Linked DNA regions of Manis pentadactyla: region 1 is linked to region 2. The links are chromatin contacts, called in public Hi-C maps. All regions are on one chromosome and are shown on one strand. Each heading gives the region's core, a stretch centred on a gene start, on an enhancer-like site or on the middle of the called end of the contact. The rest is flanking DNA. Distances are from core to core; before and after follow the strand shown. Region 1 holds the start of RAB17 (RAB17, member RAS oncogene family). Region 2 holds the start of KLHL30 (kelch like family member 30).

Region 1 (5,590 bases), core at 29-2,528, 420 kb before region 2:
CTCCCCTGGGGCAGGTGGATCCTTCCTCCTCGCCATGATCTCCTCTGGAGTGTGGCTGCCTCCCGGGATGCTGCCGGGGTCACTCCGTCACTGTGCAGACCCAGAACCCCTCTCCCCTCTTGAATGGCGCCCCCATCCCCCACCCGCCCCAGGCCAGGGACCACAGGTCTGAGTGACAGTGCGTGCTGCTCTGCCTGTGACCCCGAGGGTGGAGGGTCCAAGCATGAAACAGACGAACATGCTTTTCTCTTTTAACATGGGTGGGCTTCTCCTCGTTATTTAGAAGCATCAACCTTTCTGCAGGTTGTGCAGCAGAAAGGCACAAAATGGCAGGGAGTTGTAAATACCATTTTATGGCAGGAAAGCAAAGAGACAAAATAGTTAATAACCAGTCTTACATCCAAAATGGGAGTTTTCACCTGCAGTCAGAAAATAGGTTTGAAAGCCAGGTCCTGTCCACAGGAAAGATTTTTGGGGTCCATTAAGCTCCCATAGATTATGTTAAGGAGGGACCCAAATGGAGGGCAGAGGAAGGGACTGGGAAAAGAATGGGGACTTGGGGTCACATGCTTACAGCCACACACATGCCTTTCCCGCCAGGTCTCAAGGGTGAGGGGGCTTGCAAAGACTGAGGTGATCTCTGAGGAGCCCAGGAACCCTGAGGCCAGCACCTCCAGATATGCCCGAGGGGAAGGTGGAAACCCCTAGAAAAGCCCTCATCCTGTCCCAAATGTCCCATACATCCCCTACCCCACTGCCCTGAGGCCACTGGCCACACTCCTGGGTCACCAGCATCCACCTCGGAGAGGAGCAGATGCAGGAAAAAGGCGTCCAAGAGGCCAGGCGTTTCCCCTGACTCCTTACATTACTGCAGGAGACAAGCCACTGGACTGCACTAAAGTTGAGCATCTCCGCCTCAGTTTTCCGGTAGAGGAGGGCTCGTGGGGAAGTTCTCTTTTATTAATACGAAATAAAACTCCACTAAGAATCCTGTGACTTGTGGCCCCAGAGAGCTCAGGGATGGACAGAGGAAAGAGCCCAAGAGTCATGGTGCTCAACACCACACCTCCGTCAGCCCCCGAGTGCACACTGATCAGCAGGCGTGTAACAAGCTGCCACAGACAGGCTCACAACACACACTTACTATTTCACAGTTTCTGTGGGTCAGGGGTCTGGGCACAGCTCACGGGGTCCTCCACTCAGGGTCTCACAAGGCTGCTGTCAAGGCGCTGTCCTTCCCGGAGCCCGAGGTCCTCTCTGAGCTCGCCGTGGCTGTGGGCAGTTAGCTCCTTGCTGCTGTAGGACTGAGGCTCCATTTCCCTGCCGGCCGCCAGATCTGCGCCCAGCTCCTAGAGGCCACCTGCTGTTCCTGTCACGTGGCCCCTGACAGCCCTCTCTCACGGGGCAGGTTGCTTTGTCAAGGCCAGCAGGAGAGTCTCTGATTCTAGACCCTCTTTTAATTGGCTCGCCTGATTAGGTCAGGCCCCCAGGCACAATCTCCCTTTGCATTAACTCAAAGTCAGCTGAGGAGGGAGGGACCTTTGTTACATCAGCAAACCCCCTTCACCTTTGCCGTCACACAGCCTCATCTCGGGAGTGACATCTGTCAGATCTACATCCCTGGGCACACGCAAGGGGAGGGGATTATACCAGGTGCAGACACTAGGAGCCGAGAGTCTTGGGAACCACCTAGAATCCTGCTTACACCAATGTCTGAACCAAAGTGCACACAGGGAGACCACGCCCACCCAGGTGACAAAGCAAAAGCTGCCCCTCAGCACACTGCTGCTGGATGGCAAGGAACCCAGCTGACCCCAGACAACAGGACCTCCTCCCACCTTGCAAGGCCCAGAGGCACTGTGAGAGTCTAGAAGCCAGACAGTAGGGAGGGCCTGGGGGGGCTCGCCACTTCTCTGGTCTTAGGGTTACCTGCACAGCCCATAACCTGTAACGGGCAGGATCCTCCCGCCGGGGCCTCAGCAAGTCATTCCCCCTCTCGACACCTGTGTCTCCTCACCTCCAAGTGAGGGTCTGGACCAGATGGCCCCAGACCTCCCTTTCACCTCTGGCCTCTACATTAAGACCTCACCACAAAGCTCCACTGGGAGAGAGCCCCGGGCACTCACGTTCCAGTTGGAGGCATGTTCCCACGGGGACACATGGAGTCAGGCCGAGGCCCCCACCAACTCGCTGGGGGAGGATGGAGCCTCAGAGCACAGCCGCCCTGCTGCACAGACCCACAGGAACCTGGGACTGTGCACACCAGGCTCATCGTTGCCGGAAATCAGTGGAAATAAAATGTAAGCGATTTACTTACCTGACCTCAATATTATCTTTATAGGTTGCACCAACTTTTAACTTTCTTCCTTGGCACTTTATCAACTTTTCTGAATTGGCATTAACAGGGGCAATGTCCCTCATGCCCCTTAATTCGACCCATATGCAAGCAAGCACACTCATGTGCACATATTTCCCTTAATGCAAAATTATAGAATTTTGGAGCCAGAAGGGATCCTGGGGCTAATCTGGTCCAAGCCCCAGCCAGCGTCTGAGGAATCTCTGTAACCCCCCTGCCAACTGATTCAGTCCCTGCTCAAACAAACACCTTCAGTGCTGGGGGATTTCCAGCCTGAGGCAACCAGGCGGGGGGTTCCTTTCCACCCATTTGCCCCCCTGGGTCACTTGGCTAATTCCTGACCTCCTGCTGCATACACATTTCTGAGGTTTCTGCCAGCTGCCCGCCCAGATCCGCAGCCCCTTGCTCCTGGTAAGGAGACCCCGGGCGTGGCTCAAACTGTCCATGCAGCTCCCTTCAGTAGACATGCCCCACGACCCTCCTGTGGGAACTTCTGGAGGGCAGGGGCACCCCCGTTTCCCCTGGGGCTTCCCTGCCCCAACTCCTAGTATCACACCAAGCTCGTAGTTTGGTAGGTATCTGAGGTACAGATCTTCCGGGATATTCTTATCTCCTCAGGCCTTGGAGATAAGCAGGAACGGTCACCTGCCTCGCCTGGACAGCTTCACCCTTTCTTATCTCAACGGAACATTCCATCAGGGACTTCTGAACACCAGGTTACATTCCTCAGCTCAGCAATCAGGTTGAGGCTTGGCTGCCTGCCAGGCTGGGCAGAGCAGAGACCAGTCAAGACAAGTCCTGCCCAGAGGAGCCCAGGGGACTCCCGGTGACAGGCGGCCGCCCGGGGTTCCTACTCACTCCCGCAGGGGCAGAGGGCGCAGGCCACAGGCAGCGCTCACCTGGCAGCACAGGAGGGGAGGGGCCGGGGCCGGCTCCTCCCAGGAGGGGGTAGAGGATGTGCCTGGCAGCCCGGGGAGGGGGGGCCTCGTGAGCCCCGGAAGCAGCGCTGCAGGGAAAATCACAAGCGGGAGGGGTGTGAGCTGAGGGTCTGAGTGAGGTGGGAAACCGGACAGCTTTTGACCAGAGGACGTTGTTGTCTGACTGGCATTCGCAGAGTCGCCTCACTGCAGCTTTGAGGGGAGCAAGGCGGGTGCTGACAGGCTCATCAGAAGGCCCTGCGTCGCCCGGGCCAGAGACACCCTGGGTGTAGACCAAGGAGTAGTGCTCAGGAGTGGTCCGGATCAGGATGCTCTCTGAGGGTGGTGCCGGGAGAACTCCCTGAGGGATGCGATATGGGGTGTGAGAGGAGTGGAGACGCAGATGACCTGGGGTTTCGGCCTGAGCACAGGCAGATGGAGTTGCCATCAGCCGAGATTGGGAAGGCCCCAGCTGGAGTCTGGACACGGTAAGGTGGGAAGCCCACGGGGCACTGAAGGGGAAATGTGAGGGGGGCCGTCTGGGGCAGGACGGGGTTTGCTAGATACCTGAGGTTCAGGTCTTCCAGGATGTTCTCACCTCCCCAGGGCAGCCAGGCCTGAACCAAGTGGAGAGCTGTCACCCCTGGGGTCCACTCCGCATCTCCTGTCGGCTGCTCTGCGTCTCTGTGCTCAGAGCAGCCCACAGTTCTGGCCCTGACGAGGGACTAGCCCTGCACGGCTGTCGGCCGCATGAAGGGAAGGGCAGCTGGCCAGTATTCTGTTGAGCAGACCCTGTGCGTGCTGCTCCCCAATGTGGCTCGGTGATTCTAGACCCGTGTGGGGTGTTTCCAGAATGCAGGTTCTATGCCCAGATGGTTTTGCAATGACCCCTCCTTGCCACCCCCACTTGGAGAGTCGCTGCACATTTGCAAATAAAAGACCCCAGGAAGTCCTACAGTGGTACAATCTGTTCAACTTTATTTAAACCAGCATTTCCCAAATTTACTGGAGCCTAACTGCGTTTTTTGTGAGATGCTTGTCATCGTGCCCTGGAAATAGGGGGTCAGAACATGCATGCGGGGGGACCACCTGACCTGGTACCAGCCCCTCTCCTGGGTGCTCTCTGACAGTGTGTCCTGCCGTGGGGCTCTTTGGGCCACTTAGGGGCCAATGCTGAGAAAGTCCTCCCTCCCACTGCACTAGGGACCCAGCGCCAGGCCTGATCCTGCGCCCTCCTAACCCTGAGGGTCCTCTGCTCTGCCAATCCCCCTGACTTGCTCTCTGCACACTTTATCGACGCCCCACTTAAATTTACTGCCAGAACTACACCAGACTCCCGGGAGCTGTCTGACCAACAAAGGAAGAATGGAGGTCGCCTATCATTTCTCTTGCACCATAGATTTCAAAACCCCTTCATTAAGAAATTGCCAAAACCCTTCCCCAGACTGTGCCAGAGATCTCCAGGGCCCCCTCATAGAAATACCTTCAGGGAGCTTACTGGGTATGGAGGCGGTCAAAGAAAATATCACAAAGTTAGATAATAATAGAAACATTGAATTATTCACACCAGCACTACAATAAATGTTGCATTAACAGTACCTGGACAAGCCCCTGGGAGTACAAAGGATAATTAGAATCATTAAAAGCGCTAGGCACCTGCCACCCTGGCCCCCACAATGGCCCTGAAATGCCGTGGCCACATCAAAAGACGTGCCCATCCAGAAGTCAGGCAAGTGAAGGCAAGTATTTGATCTGCTTCCATTGACCTGTCTTCCGGGTTTGCTGTGAAGGATTCTTCTCCCTAACGTCTGCGGCCTGAGGAGACGGGTACCTTCCCCAGAGCACAGCAGGGCTCAGGACACACCTTCCCAGGAGGCTGAGCCAGGGGAAAGCCCCACAGATGAAGATTCTGGGCACCAGGACCGCGGAAGCCCTAATAGCCACAGAGCTGCAATGGACAGGAGTGAGAAGGCGTCTTCCCAATGTGCTGGAAAAGGTTTTGCTTCACCTCCAAGAGCGCCAGAGGACAGCCGCGTGCCTGTTCCCAGAGGACGTTCGGTGAATTCTTACTGAGCTGGTGAGGGAAGGAAGGAATGGTGGGTAAGTGAAAAAAACGTCAGGCTTCCCACCCGAAGGAGGATTAAAGGGCCTTGTGAACAATGGGTGGATGGTGCACTGCCTTTAGGAGCTGAAATGATCTGAGTGTGCTTCATTTTGGTGGTTTTCCCCACAATCCATTCATCAACCACCCAGGAAGACAAAAGCAAGATCTTGCCCAAGACTGGGAGGCAGAAGTTAATGATACACATGCACACAG
Region 2 (5,355 bases), core at 2,372-4,871:
CTGCGGCCCTTGAGAGCCGGGACATCAGCAACTTCTTCGAGAGAAGCAGCGGCTGAGGAGGGCTCTGGGCAGGGGCGCCGACACCCGCCCTCAGAGGTGAGCGGCAGGCCTGGAGGGGACTGCGCGGCAGGAGCGGGGACGCGCAGCTGGGAGGCGGTGAGACACAGCCAGTCCCCGTGGTCCCCCGGACGGCACCCCCACCCTTCTCCACGAGGGACAAAGGAAAGGTGGACGTGCCCTCCGAGGGCCTCCAGGGCCGCAGGGCGTAACAGTCGCTGGACAAAACCCCGAACGTCTCGCCGTGGGATGTGACTTGTCCCCGGGCACATCCCTGGCAGCCAGGAGAATGTGGGGCCGACGAGGGCTGCCCCCGATTCCAGGGGGCTTTAGGGAGAGGGCCCTGTGGCCGGGCGATGGCCTCGACAGGCAGTGTGTTGGGGGTTTCAGGAACCTTTCCCTGGCTGCTGCCTCCCTGCAGCCCGGCCCCCCTTGGGACAGGGTCCCCTGCAGTGTCCCCACCCCACTGCAGAGCTTGGAGGGCGCCGGCGAGTTGTTGCATGGAACACAGAGCCCTCCCAGCGGGCTGACTTGGGGTCCCACGGGGGGTGCGCTCTCGGGGAGAGGAAGTCCAAGTGTCAGGGAGTGGGGCGGCCAGGACAGGGAAGGGGGAGGCGTGGCCCGGGCTCCAGACCCTCTGATCTGGGTGTGAGTTTGCTAAATAAAAGCTCCCATCTCCCATTCCTGGCTGGCTTCTGCTGTGGTGCTTGCCACCCCAGAGAGGGTCCCAGCCCTCGGTGGGGACCCGAGTCCTCATCTCAGCTCCACCGAAACACCTGCGGCGGCATCCTCAACCCCACAGAGCCCCTGCCTCCTCAGTGGCAAAACGGGGTGCAGTGCCGACCTGCCCGCTCCCAGGGTCACGGTGGGGTGGGCTGAGGTCCCGTATGAGAGGGGTCTCTGCCTGGGACGCCAGCGCCACCGACCCGTGTTTCAAGGAGCAGGTTCTAAAGAGCAGGGCACCACCGACTCCGGGCACCTGTGAGCATCTCACACACTGTTGCCTGGTCAGCGAGGCCCCAGCTCTTTGCCCTCAAACATGACCAGTGAAACTGGGCAAGGGCTGGTCACAGGCTGGCAGCGGGGAGCCCTCAGGAGGGGTGTGTTGGAAGGTGTCAGGGGCTCTGATGTCCATTGCCCGCCCCCGTCCCCTGCCGCCTCCGTTGCCAGGCCCTCGGAACCACACTGCCCTGCAGGTGGCACATGAGGAGGGAGGGAGACAACAGAAAACATATCATAATTACAGAGCCATCATCCATTAAACAAGGTGGTTTTGACCCTAAATATGGTCACCCACAGAAACAGGCCAGCACAGAGAAAGTGGAGACACTTCACCAGGAAACTGCCCTGAGATCAAGGGCCACAGGAGGTCCCTGGGGAAACAGGGAATTTTTAAAACAGTGTATTTTTAAAACTGTTCCACCGGTCATGTCACTGGGAGCATCAGTGAGTTCTGGTGACAGGGAAATGGAAGAATGACTAGATGGCACCCTGTGCCCAAAACAGACCCCAGAGATAAGAGATGAGGTGGCTGAGCCGGGTTGTGCCAGGCCGGCCCGCATGCAGCTGCCGGGCTGGGAGTCAGGGCAGCCTTACCTCCTGCTGGAGAAAGGGTCCCACTCCCCCGAGCTGGACCACCAGCGGCCGTGTGTGGAGCTGGAAGGTGGGCACACACCTTGCTGTGGTGATGCCACCCTCTGCATTGCAGAGGGGACACCGTGTCAGCTATCATAGTCCAACAGCACACAACCGAATGTCCATTAATAGAAGGGACTGATGTCACTTCCAGCTTCTTAAACTGTGACATCCCCATCACGGGGAAATGTGAAATCACATTTTCAAAGACAAATCACGTAAGAAATGCTGCCACTATAAGTATCAAGTAATAAAACAGGACCCAAAACAGCCAGCAGCCCTTCCAATGTGGAGACTGGTAAGACACAGGGAGTGTTCACAGGCATGGCCTCTGTACGGGCTAAATTTTCTGCTTTATATTTTTCTGTGCTTCCCAAATGTTCCACAACAAGTATGTGTTATTTTTATCATAACAACAAAAAACAACCACCAAACAGCGTATTTTTAAAAACTGCTCTGCTCAATAGCAATCTGATGATGAGGATCCCGTTTTGAGCCCCTGGTATTGAGTTTCCCAAACTGACCTGTCATTCGAGGTGCTGGGCTCCTATCCCCACATCCAGGCAAGGCCTCCATTCTTGGCGCACAGCGCTGTGCCCAAGCGGGCTCCCGGTGACAGTGGCCTGTCATGAGAATCCCCTGTCCTCATTTCCTCTAGCCTGAGTCAGGAGCACATTAACCCTTCATGTTCTGCCAGCAAAGGGAGGCAAGTCCATTGCCTCTGTTCTGCCTCCAGCGCCCTCCCCTGGACAGTCCTGGACACAGCGGGACCTGGGGACACCCTTAAAGGTCTCTTCACCAACGTGGGACTGATGCCCAAGGCGAAGGGAGGGGCTGTCCAGGGTGGGTGTGGGGGAATCAGGCAGGTGAGCCGGGCTGGGAAGCACCTTGTAGCCCAGGAATTAACTCATCAGTCATGGCAGTACCTCGCGTAGGCCACGTCCTCAGCTGCACACATCAGGAGAGCAGGGACTGGCCTAACTTTGCCAGAAGCAAGGGCTGTCACCCTGCGGCCAGTCCCTAGTGGGCACTGGGAGGCCTCCCTCAGAGCCGGCCGCCGAGGCCCTCCTGCGTCACAGCACACCTAGACGATTTGCAAGGCCCGTGTAGGTGAACGAGGGAGGGGCCGACAGGTGGAGGCGCCCACCTGGCCACCCCAGGCTGCGGGCTTCTCTCCTGCGGACCTGCAGGCCCTCGGCTGGGAAGCCTTTGCTCCGACCATTGGCAAGAGAAATGTAAGCGACCTCCCCTCAGCACCCCAGGCCCAGAGCCCAACCGAGACCCAGAGAGGAGGGAGCCCCCTGGAACCACCTGGAACCCGGAGCCGGAGGAGAGGCCGGCTGCTGCCTTATTTTTAGATGTCCCCATTTCTTAGCTGCCTTTGGCTCTACAGCTAATGAAGACACCAGGGCAGCCGGAGGCCAAGGCCACGATGGGGGTGTTGGAGCCTCAGGGTCCCCTGTCCCCATCACCTGGCTGGTGGGGCGCTCGCAGAGGCCTCCTCACCTCTCTGGGCACCCCCTTAACCACCAAGGACTTCCGCACCACCACGGGCCCCACGTTTTGAAAGCCCTGCTGACCGAATGGCACTTTCTCACTCCAGTCAGTGTTCCTGCTTGACACAACAGGAGGTCCCATGGGTCGTCAGTAACCACGGATAAGCCAACGTATGTGGAGCCCAGAGCTGGGGCCTCGGCATGCCCTCCTGAGGCCCCAGCACAGGCCCACTGCCCGCCTCTGGCCCCTGAGGAAACAGGAGGGGTGGGCTGCACCCCACCCCAGTCAGCCCGGTGCCACGGGGAGGGGCCGCGCCCTGCCTGGGCCGCCCTGGAATGCCGTCCAGGAGGAGGCTGGCTTCCGGATGGGGGGTGGCCGGTGTGGGCTTTCAGGGAGGAGCCACCACCTCTCCCCTTCCCCCACTGGCCCACCTCCCCTCCCGCCCTCCCACCAGCACAGACAGAGGCTAAAAATACCCTTGTCCCCACGTGGCTGCCCAGCCCAGCCTAGAAGGCCTTCCCTGCGGCCCTGGCCAAGCTGTCCTGTTCCGCCGAGTTCTCAGAGAGGAGGCCCAGGGGCCCACAGGTAGGGCCCCGGGGGCTCTAGAGCAGCGCTGACAGGGAGGGGAGGTGGGGCCTGGGCAGGGAAGGGGTGCGGGAGGTGGGTTGCGGTGGGACAGCGCCCCAGGCTTGGAGGCCGCAGCCCTGGGTGATTCGGAGAGAGCCCCCAGCCCTGGTCAAGCCCAGCCCTCTGGAGCGGGTGGAGGCTCAGCGGGCACCCTTCCCTCCGCGCCCGGGAGAGGCGGGCGGGTGTGGGGCTGGACCCACCCTCTGGGCACAGCCAGGGCCACAGCGTCCAGTCACCGGCCGAGCTGACCTGTCCACTCAGCCCTCCAAACTCGTGGCCACGGCGGGCACGGGGCTGAGGCCTGAGACTCCCCAGCAGCCCCCTCCCGGTGGACCCTCGGGCGGCCGGTGTCCGCGGCCCCCGCTGAGGCCCCGCGGGCAGGTGGCTGGGCGCGCCCCCTGCCGGCCCTGTCCTGCCAAAGGGGGCACAGCCGTGCTGGGAATGCGAGGCCCGGGGTGGTGGCCGGGCAGGGGGGACGGCGGCCGATGGGCCCAGGCAGGTCCCGCGGCGGGTTCCCTGTGCACTTCCCGACCCGGCGGGGCCGCGCAGGGCCACACGGCCGTCACGGCTCCGCGGGCCCCGCCCTCCGGCGGCACCCCCAGCTCACTGACTCTCTTGACGGGCTTTGCCATGTTCATCCTGCCTGTTGCGCCCAACCCGTCTCCGGGGCCGCGCAGCCCCTTCGATGGCCTGGACGGCGCCCCCTGGTGGCCAGACGGGCAACTCCGCGTCTGCGCAGACCTAGATCTGTTGGGGCGGTTTTCTTAGGGTAAAATATCACAAGTACAGAAATAAATATGCACATAATTAAATAGGCCCACAATCAAGCGAGATGAACACTGGGAGGCAAAATTGCTGTCAGGGAGTTTTCCTTTGTGGTGGTGGGGAGGCGCTCTTTACCAAGCTACCCCTGGAGACGTTAACCTGGGGCTCAGCAGGGGCCCCCCAGCCTGGCTTCCCCACCTGCTGGCCTGGTGATCTTGCACAGGCGACTTCAGCCTTTTGTGCCCCCGCGTGCCCATCTGTAAAGGCGACCCTGGTAGCACCCACCTCGCAGGGCTGTCGTCCCAGCTGAGTGGTGGATGCATGTGATGTGCAACCCTCAGGGCATGGCCTGGCTCGTGGGGACCCCTGTGTCAGCATGGTCACTTAGGCCCTTTCTCTGCCAGCCTCTCAGTCTGCAGGTGAAGAAACTGAGACCAGAGTGGGGCGTGGCTCACCCAAGGTCACACAGCAAGGTTGTGGGGGGTGAGGCTCCCTGTAAACCTCTGACAGTGAGGACCTACGGGACAGATCTGGGAGCAGAGGAAGCCACTTGAAGGGTTGGGGGCCACAAGGATCCCCAGCTCCAGAGGCCTGTTCCATGGGTGGAGCTTGGGTTCTCCTGTTGGCCCCTTCCTGCCTGATTGCTGGGCTGAAGGCAAGTCTCTCCTGCCCTCTCTGAGCCTTAGCCTCCTGGCTGTAAAGCAGGATTAACACAGTGCCTGCCTCACAGGGCGAGGGGCTGCACCAGGTGATGCTGGGTAAAGACTTCATACA

Evidence for each region. A called contact is a pair of places that touch in the nucleus more often than the background predicts.
Region 1: a Hi-C map of skin fibroblasts shows a contact between it and region 2, with 2.9 times the contacts expected there. The contact joins the promoter of RAB17 here to the promoter of KLHL30 in region 2. A contact is called at or near these places in 2 of 3 Hi-C or Micro-C datasets (fibroblasts and skin fibroblasts).

Annotation. Positions count from the first base shown.
Region 1 is chr6:3,114,399-3,119,988 of mManPen7.hap1, reverse strand. RAB17 (RAB17, member RAS oncogene family) reads right to left here and starts at 1,278. Exons shown (of 6, transcript XM_036901091.2): 1 at 1,145-1,278.
Region 2 is chr6:2,698,391-2,703,745 of mManPen7.hap1, reverse strand. KLHL30 (kelch like family member 30) reads left to right here and starts at 3,621. Exons shown (of 8, transcript XM_057503371.1): 1 at 3,621-3,774.